2 separate regions of the Macaca mulatta genome follow, and region 2 is linked to region 1. A link is a contact called in public Hi-C data. All regions are on one chromosome and are shown on one strand. Each heading gives the region's core, a stretch centred on a gene start, on an enhancer-like site or on the middle of the called end of the contact. The rest is flanking DNA. Distances are from core to core; before and after follow the strand shown. Region 1 holds the start of HNRNPDL (heterogeneous nuclear ribonucleoprotein D like). Region 2 holds the start of HNRNPD (heterogeneous nuclear ribonucleoprotein D).

Evidence for each region. Hi-C and Micro-C count contacts between places; a contact is called where the count stands out from the background.
Region 2: a Hi-C map of CD4 T cells shows a contact between it and region 1, with 5 times the contacts expected there. The contact joins the promoter of HNRNPD here to the promoter of HNRNPDL in region 1. A contact is called at or near these places in 6 of 14 Hi-C or Micro-C datasets (CD4 T cells, blood, fetal cortex germinal zone and 2 more).

What each region holds. Positions count from the first base shown.
Region 1 is chr5:51,379,857-51,383,986 of T2T-MMU8v2.0, reverse strand. It overlaps HNRNPDL (heterogeneous nuclear ribonucleoprotein D like), which reads right to left and starts at 2,286. Exons shown (of 8, transcript NM_001260709.1): 1 at 1,319-2,286; 2 at 353-521; 3 at 93-254. The coding sequence starts at 1,761. It overlaps ENOPH1 (enolase-phosphatase 1), which reads left to right and starts at 2,680. Exons shown (of 6, transcript XM_078003452.1): 1 at 2,680-2,984. The coding sequence starts at 2,901.
Region 2 is chr5:51,439,681-51,444,051 of T2T-MMU8v2.0, reverse strand. It overlaps HNRNPD (heterogeneous nuclear ribonucleoprotein D), which reads right to left and starts at 1,885. Exons shown (of 9, transcript NM_001260807.2): 1 at 1,340-1,885. The coding sequence starts at 1,572. It overlaps LOC114678302 (a long non-coding RNA gene), which reads left to right and starts at 2,204. Exons shown (of 2, transcript XR_003729639.2): 1 at 2,204-2,691; 2 at 4,021-4,371.

The sequences.
Region 1 (4,130 bases), core at 1,037-3,536:
CACGAAACATGAATCTGCCCTGTATAAATCGGACCAGGATTAAACATTTTATAAACACATCAAGCTTAACATGTGTAAACATAATCACACACCTCTCCAAAGGCTCCAAAATATTCTTTAATTTGTTCTTCAGAAGTATCCGGGCTCAATCCACCCACAAAAACCTTTTTGGGGGGTTCTTTCCCTTTTAAAGCTTTGGCCCTTTTGGGATCTATCAATTTGCCATCCAGTTTGTGTTCTTTCAGTTCCAAAACCTACAAGACAGATTTATTTAATCTGACAGCAGCATATAACCCCCAGAAAAATGTGCAAAACACTACAAAAGCAGCACAATGCAAAACACAGTTCCTACCTTATCAACACTAGCAGCATCTTTGAAAAGCACAAATCCAAATCCTCTTGATCTCCCAGTGACTGGATCTGTTTTAATTGTGCAGTCTACAACTTCCCCAAATCGAGACAAATACTCTGTCAGATCTTTTTTGCTTGTATCCCAGCTCAAGCCTCCAATAAACATTTTACTAGAAATAAAAGGTTTTTTAAAAAATTAACAGTAACTCAAATGGTCCTTCAGTTCTGGAATTAAATCGTAGAATAAAAACAGGAACATTTATCCCCTAAGTGTAAGCAATTTAATCCATGTTTACATTTAATCTATTTCACACAAAAATCCCAATATCCCAACAAAGTTACTCAAACCAGCGGACAGCTCGCTCTCCGCACTACATAAAGCAAAACTCAAAGGAGACCAATAAAATATAGTAAAGGTTCTGCCCAGATTGCTTCAGCTACAAGGCCCAACTTCCTAGATGAATCCCTCACATCTTATCTTAGGTCCATCCTCGTCCTCAGCTGTCAAGCCAACGTTCCACCCAGAGAACTCATCAATCATAATACGTTTTGTGAATCTGGGTACCAGTCGCCTGCTTGTGCCCGAACTCAGAGTCCTCTAAAACTCTTCCCAGGAAAACCGCGCCGAGTGGTAACAGACACACAATGAAGAGGCGTCGGCAGCTGCAGCGAGCGGCGCTGGGAGGCCGGCCCCTCCCCCCCGGGTCCCACGCGGCGCCTGCGCGCTCGGGACAGAGACGCCGCCGCCCTCCTCCTCCAACCCCTCCGCCCTTCCCCCACTCTTCCCGGGTCTCTCCAGTCACCCCCTCGATCTCTTACTTTCCTCTTCCCTCCAAGCTAGTGGGGCCCAGAGGGCACGCGGGGAATCGACTCTGAGAAAGAATGGGGGCAGCGCGCGGCTCACGAGGGACGAAGGGCGCGTGCGGCGCGCTGGGGGAGGGGGAGCGGGGGAAGAAGCGTGCGGTACCCGTCATCCTGCTGATTCTTGCTCGCGTTTATCTTGGATCCCTCTGCGAATTCTTCTATGTTGCTGTACTCGTTCATATCCTCCATAGTGGCGGAGCTGTTGGCAGGGGGGTGCTGGCGCGCAGTCCGGGTCGCGGCAGCAGCGGCGGCGGAGCGTTGTATGGAGCTGGATTTAAAATGGCGGCGGAAGAGATCCGGGCGCCGCCTGCGCCCTCCCTTTATAGTCGCCCCGCCCGCCAATCGGGAGGGCTGCTGGGCGGTGACGTGGCGCTGGGCCCGGCGCGCCCCCTGCCGGGCGGAGCTGGGAGCGAGTGAAGGGAGGAGCGGGGCTAGCTGCCGCGGCGCCCGCGGCCGCCAATGGGAGAGGCTGCGGGAGGCTAAAGTAGCGGGAGCGGAGGGGAACAATGGCGGCGGCACATGGGAAAGCCGGGGCGGGACCTCCATCGCGGCCCTCCCGGCAAGGAGAGAGGCCACGCGTGAGGGGACGCGGGCTTGGGAGAAGAGAAGAATCAGAAGAGAAAAACGAAGGGGCGTAAAGTCCTGGGGTCAGCAGTCCCGAACAGAGCCGACGCAAGGCCACAGTCCCTCTTGCCTTGGGAGCCTTTGTCTCTGGCGTCCGGTCCAGCCCACTCCTACCAAAGAGCCGTGAACCCCGCCTTTTTCTGCCCTCGGTTCGCCAGTGCGGAGCCGCTGCGGCGGCCGCTGCTACCGACTAGCACCGCGGCCGGGCTACTCCGGAAAAAGGCGGACTGCGCCCGGCGCTGGCGACTGAGGCGGCGAGCGCGCTCGCCCGCCGCGCGCACGCGTGTTTTGTCCTCGAGCTGGCAGGAACCAGCCGAACAGGAAGCGGGCGCGCGACGGCCCCTCCGGACAGCGCAGCGCGGGCGTCTCTTCCGCTGTGGCCACGGGCGCGCGGGCCGAGGGGGCGCAGCGAGGCCTCCTGGCTGATCGGCCGAAGCCCGAGCCCCGCGCGGCCTCTCTGGCAGGCTGAGGCCGGGAGGAGGGGCGGAGGCTGGCCAGATGACTGTATCTATGCAAGGACGGAGGCGGTGGGCGGGGAGGGGGCTGGATGCAGTAGAGGGCAAGGGGCACTCACATCCCCGGCGCGCCACTCGCGGGGCTCCCTTCTGCACGTGCCCCGGGCCTCTCCCGCTCGCTCAACCTGTCTGCGGAGGGCGCGCTCTCGCGCATCCTGCTCCCGCGTTCGCTTCTTTGTTCCCGCCCACGCGAGGCCCATTTTGACGGATCGCGTTCGAGGCCCGACGGCGACCAATTGGCGCTGGGCTTTCGCACCCCGCCCCGCCGAACCCAGCACGGCCCGCCCCTTTTCCTGCCCACGTGGTCTCGGGCTCCTGCCCCGTCCTGCTCACGAGTTCAGGGGCTCCTGGGCGGCCGCCTTTTCCAGTGCCAGGTGTGCAGAGGTGTTCTCTTCCCTACGCGCGGCGGGCTGCACTTGGTCGCTGACTCCAAGATCGCGCGGGGCCGTCGGAAGCCCAGGACGGTACCGGGGGCAGCAGCCGCAGCCGGCGCCGCCCTCCACCCTCCCCGACTGCAGGCCGAGTCCCGTAGCATCCGGAAGGGAAATGGTCGTGCTTTCGGTCCCCGCCGAAGTCACCGTGATCCTGTTAGATATCGAAGGTACCACAACCCCGATTGCTTTCGTGAAGGTGAGGGGCGGAAGGGAGCGGGGATGTTACTTCTCCTTAAAAACAGTTATTATTTTTTTCTAAGTATTGCAGGCCTTGCATTAGAGACGAGGGTTAGGAGAGGCGCTGTGGCTTTGCCTCTTCTGTGGAATGGGGAGGGAGGAGAGAAAGCCTGCGGCGGGTGGCGGGGATGCTTTTCCTCGCGGCACTAGCTTCTCCCTCCCCCGCCCTTGGGCTTGGTTGGATCCAGATGGGTGGGAAGGGATGGAAGTTGAAGCTAAAAATCGCCGAAGGGCAGGTAAGCCGGGGCGGGGTGTGACCGTGTGGGCCTCCCTACCCGGCAGGTGTGCACCCGGTCGCTTCCGCCGGTGAGCGCAGCCTTTCTGCTCCGTCGGGCCTGGTGTGGCAGCGGCAGCGATTTAATGGTCCTTGAAGCTTCTAATCTCAAAATGGAAAGACTGAAGTGTCAAGAGGAGTCTTCAGGTGGCCCTGGTGTCGGGCAATCAAGGTTCCTCTTTGCCCCTTCCCACTCTTGCTGTTAGTGGCCAAACTGCACGCTGTATTACTTTACTCTGTTAGGCTCTGTGGTCCACAGCGCTGATTTTTTTTGAGCGATAGGACACGTTTAGATTCCGTTCACTTTCCTCAGAAAACCGTAGAAGCTTGAAGCTCTTATCCAGAGCGTTCCTTCTAGGATGTCATTGTGAACCAGCACTTGTCTGCACCTCAGCTTACAACTTAGCGGATTCCTTCTTTATTCTTTGTCTGTTAGAATAAGTAAATATGAAATGTTACTTTAATTTTTGAAAGAATTCCTCAGGCCTTGTCTTTTTATTTGGCTCCCTGAGGTTTAAGAATTCATTGCAGGCCGGGTGCGGTGGCTCACACCGGTAATCCCAGCACTTTGGAAGACTGAGGCGAGCGGATCACGAGGTCAGGAGATCGAGACCATCCTGGCTAACACGGTGAAACTCAGTCTCTACTAAAAATACAAAAAATTAGCCGGGCGTGGTGGTGGACGCCTGTAGTCCCAGCTACTCGGGAGGCTGAGGCAGGAGAATGGGTGAACCCGGGAGGCGGAGCTTGCAGTGAGCTGAGTTAGAGCCACTGCACTCCAGTCTGGGCAACAGAGCAAGACTACGTGTCAAAAAAAAGAAAAAAAGAAAA
Region 2 (4,371 bases), core at 636-3,135, 60 kb before region 1:
TACTGTTATATCCATCAACATCTTTCTCTTTACAGTTTAAAAAAAAATTCAGACACACACACACCCCTCCCCATTACAAAAAGGAATGGAAGCGTGAACCCACGATCATCACTCAGTAATCGGAGCTAAGAAAACTCAACCAAGAACCCCGATTTAGTCCCTCCTGCTAACTCCCGTATTATGTTCCCAATCCCAAATGCTGCATTTTAATACACTAAATGCAGATTTAGGTAGTATATACAACTGTTATTTCAATCAGAGGAAGCAAGTTAATACTAAGAAATTTGCACCAAAAAAAAAAAAAGTATCCCATAGCACAATACAGGATTTGTTTCTCTTAAGAGGACTATAGGCCTCCCTTAGTGGGCGGGAAAGAGAAATCAAGACACCAAAATAGGATCCTGGGCACCGGGAAAAAAACGGGACTGGAGGTTGTAAAAAATTAGGTTGCACATAAAAAGTAAGTTACAATCTGTACTAATAGTTGGGGAGCCCAATAGCTGAGGGCGCGAAAAGGGTGCGCGGTTAGAATAACTCGGGGGTGGGGGAAGGGTAGACACTAGGCCGGAGATAGGAACAGCTCCAGTCAAGTGCAGGCCCCACCGACTAGGAACTTAACCTGAGCCCGCGGAGCAAAACCAACGTACCAACAAGAAAGTCGCAGCATTTCACCGGAGCTCATTTGGTCTGCACGTCAAAATATAGGGCCTATATGAACATGCCATTGTGCGATAGCGTATGGTAAAGAAAATGAGTAAGTCCTTAGGCAAACTTATTCAAAATCCCAAGAAAACATTCGGCCTGAGACCGACAAGGGAGAGGCAGAAGTGGACAGCCTACGCGTTCCCCAAAACATGCGCTTATAAACAATCGCATCGTTTCAGGATGGTGGAGAAGCACCAAATAAACCTTAGCAATACAAACAGGGAAGCTTTTTGTGTCTGTCTGTGTTTTTATGCCCAAGACTTTAGAATTTGGGAAAAAGAGGGGACAGCATGGAAAGAAAAAAAGGTACCCCTCGACAGGCGGGAAAAAATCCTGGCGGCTAAGTCGGTGGGAGGAGACCCAGGGCGAGGGAGGAAAGGAGGGCGGGCCGAGGAGCAGCATGGTGACGGCTAAAGGTGGAAACGTGTGTGATGGGGGAGGGGGGCGATAAGCAGGCAAAGGAAGGAGGAAATGAAGGTCCGGGGAACCCAACATAGAAAAGGGGACACCAGAACAAGAAGGCTACATGGGGGCCCGGAGAACAGGCTGAGAGCGGGAACCAGGCCTAATGGCGGGGGAATGAGGGGGAGGGGGACTAGTTGGGCCTGACTATCCTGGGCTGCCCCTTACTCACCCTTCATCCTCCTCGTTCTTACTGGCGTCAATCTTCGCCCCCTCCGACTCGGCGCTGCCCCCTTCGGTGCCTCCAGACGCGGTTCCGCCCCCGGTCCCGGCTCCGCTTCCCGCCGCCGCCGCTGCCCCCTGTGTCGCCGCCACCATGGCTCCCTCCTGCTCGCCCGCCGAGCCGCCTACCGCTGCCGTTGCCGCTGCCGCCGCCCCGTCCCCGCCGAACTGCTCCTCCGACATAGTGCTAGTGTCTCCGCCGCTGCCGCCGAGACTACACCCGCCGCTGCCGCGAACCGAAACTAGCAGCAAAGTAATCCCCGCCGCTGCCGCGCGCCCGCTCTACCTCGCGAAGCACACAAGACAGGGAAGGCGCGCGCGTGGCTGCAAAGGCTCCTGCGCCTCTCCCTGGCCTGCCCCCTTCGCCTCCCACTCTCGCGCGGCGCACACTCCCGCTCTCTCCCGCTGCACTAAAAAAGAATAAGCACCAGCGGCGGCCGCTCTTGCCTCCTCCTCGCTTTAATGGCGCCGCCGCGGACCACCTAAAATGGCCGACGGAAGAACGGCGCGTCCCGGTCACGTGATGCGAGAGCGCGCCCTTCGCGCGTCCCCCCCACCCCTCTCCCCCTAGGTTTTTTTTTTCCCTTTCCTCTTTGGTCCCGCCCTCTCGCTCCCCTTTATACCTTCCTCTCACGCTCGGCGTCGCACAGCCTGTGGGGGCCTTTAAAAGGAACCGGAAGTGTCGTGAGCTAAGACGGTCGCGCGGGGACCATCGAGAACAAGGAGTGCTGTTTCGAAGTAGCGGCTAGAGGGGCCCCCTGCCTCCGCCCCCGCCCTTCCGAGGATTCCTGGAGTCCACTCACCCCTCCCCAACACTCCAGTAGCTGGCTGGAGCAGCAGCATCAGGCCGTGGTGTGGCTGCACCTCCGCGAAGGCGGCAGTTCCCCGTGCAGCTGCGGCGTTCAGGTGGGGGAGGGGAGGCTCACACCCTGCGGCGGCTTAAGCCTGGATGTACGCACTCGAGGAGGGAATTAGCCCTGAGATGTCAGCCCTGTGCCCCTGACTCTGTCCACCCGGACGCCTGCGGAGCGCCAGGCGCCGCAGCGGACCGCGCGCGCACTGATTGCCGCAACTCCTTCCTGCCGTCGCCGCCCGGGACCGGGTGACATTGAGGTTTTCGTCTATCGCCGCTGGGCCGATAGGGCTTCTTTTTAAGATTTGACTTTCCAAGTAAGATTTTTGTTTGCCTGCTTTTCTCCTGAAATTTTTTTTTTTTTTTTTTGGTCGAAGAAGCAGGTAACTTGCATATCTTAAGGAAAACATCGTTTTTGCTTTGCTTTTGTTGTTTAGAGATCCTAAAAGGTACCGTGATTCCTTTACGTCAATTGGAAAGTGTGTTAAATCAAGGGTTCGCTTAATGTTCTTTAGTCCTACATAGGATATATAAATGTCGTGAGTCATCTTTACGAGCTTTATGAGTTTGTGTTCGGGTTTGGGTTTTTTTGTTGTGTGTGGTTGTTTTGTTTTGTTTTCTTGTAACACCGTTAGGCATTTCACTAAGGTGTATAAAAAGTAATTTTTATAAAAATTCCCGATGCCTCGGCTGGAGACTGGATTATTCGGGCTTTGGGATTTGCTGCTTCCAGCGGTATCCTTAGAAGAAAATGAAGCTTTTAGGTACTTCGGTAGTCAACAAATAATTATTTGCCTCTTTAGTAAGTGTTCGGGCACGGGGGAGACAAAGACGAGTTTGCAGAATCCAGCAAAAACCTTAAGAGTTTAAGTATTTGGGCCGGGCGCGATGGTTCACGCCCATAATCGCAGCACTTTGGGAGGCCGAGGCAGGCGGATCATGAGGTCAGGAGTTCGAGACAAGCCTGACCAACATGGTGAAACCCACGTCTCTACTAAAATTACAAAAATTAGCCGGGCGTGGTGGCGGGTGCCTTTAATCCCAGGTACTCAGGAGGCTGAGGCAGGAGAATGACTGGAAGCCGGGAGACGGAGCTTGCCATGAGTGGAGATCGCACCATTGCACTCCAGCCTGGGCAACAGAGCGAGACTCCGTCTCAAAAAAAAAAAAAATTAAATATTTGTTTTTCCACTGTAGTTAAACGAATTTGTATTAATTGGGCACTATCCAAAAATCTCAAAGGAAGATTATAAATAAGTTTTCTTAATCAAATTAGTAGAATTTACATTAAAGAATAATTAAAACTTAAGAATACAGGTCAAATTCTGAAAACGTCCTAAAAATATAATCTTACCAAACTCCTGTAATAGTCATGTAAAGATAATACCAAGAATGTTTATCTTAAAGTGGTAGTGACTCCACATTTGTCTCCACCTGCCAGAATATTAGCAAAGGATAAAGTGGGTATGGTGCTGAAACGTATATTCCTGGTTAGAAACAACTAAGATGATTGACTGAAGGGAAGTCTGTTTAATCTTTCTGGCTTCAGGCGAGGGTAATTATCATTTATTTTGATCTTAAGATATCATTAGACATACCCACCTTTTGGTAATAGTGACTTTTCCAAAACGGTTCATCTTCATTTCCCATGTAGCTTAGGAGCTTCTGGAATTCTTAGAATTTATGTCAAAAATTCCAGACAACCTAGGAATGATTTTAAAGCTAACAACTTTACTATATGCTTTAATGAGGATGTATGATGTCTGTATCACCGATAGCTCTTCGTATTATGGCCAAGATCTCTACATCCAGGATGTGCTCCTGCATCTACGCTATATTCCTCTTGGAACTCACTTAACTTCTGGCAGATGTAGTGACTCACGCCGGTAATCCAGCACTTTGAGAGGCCAGGTCGGAAGGATTGCTTGCCTCCAGGAGTTGGAGATCAGCCTGGGCAACACGGTGAGACTTTGCCTCTACAAAAAGTCAGAAAATTAGCCTGGCGTGGTGGTTCCTGTTGTTCCAGCTACTCCGGAGGCCGAAGTGGGAGGATCACTTGAACCTGGAAGGTGGAGGCTGCAGTGAGAAAAAGGCAGAGTGAGACCCTGTCTCAAAAACAATTGTTACTA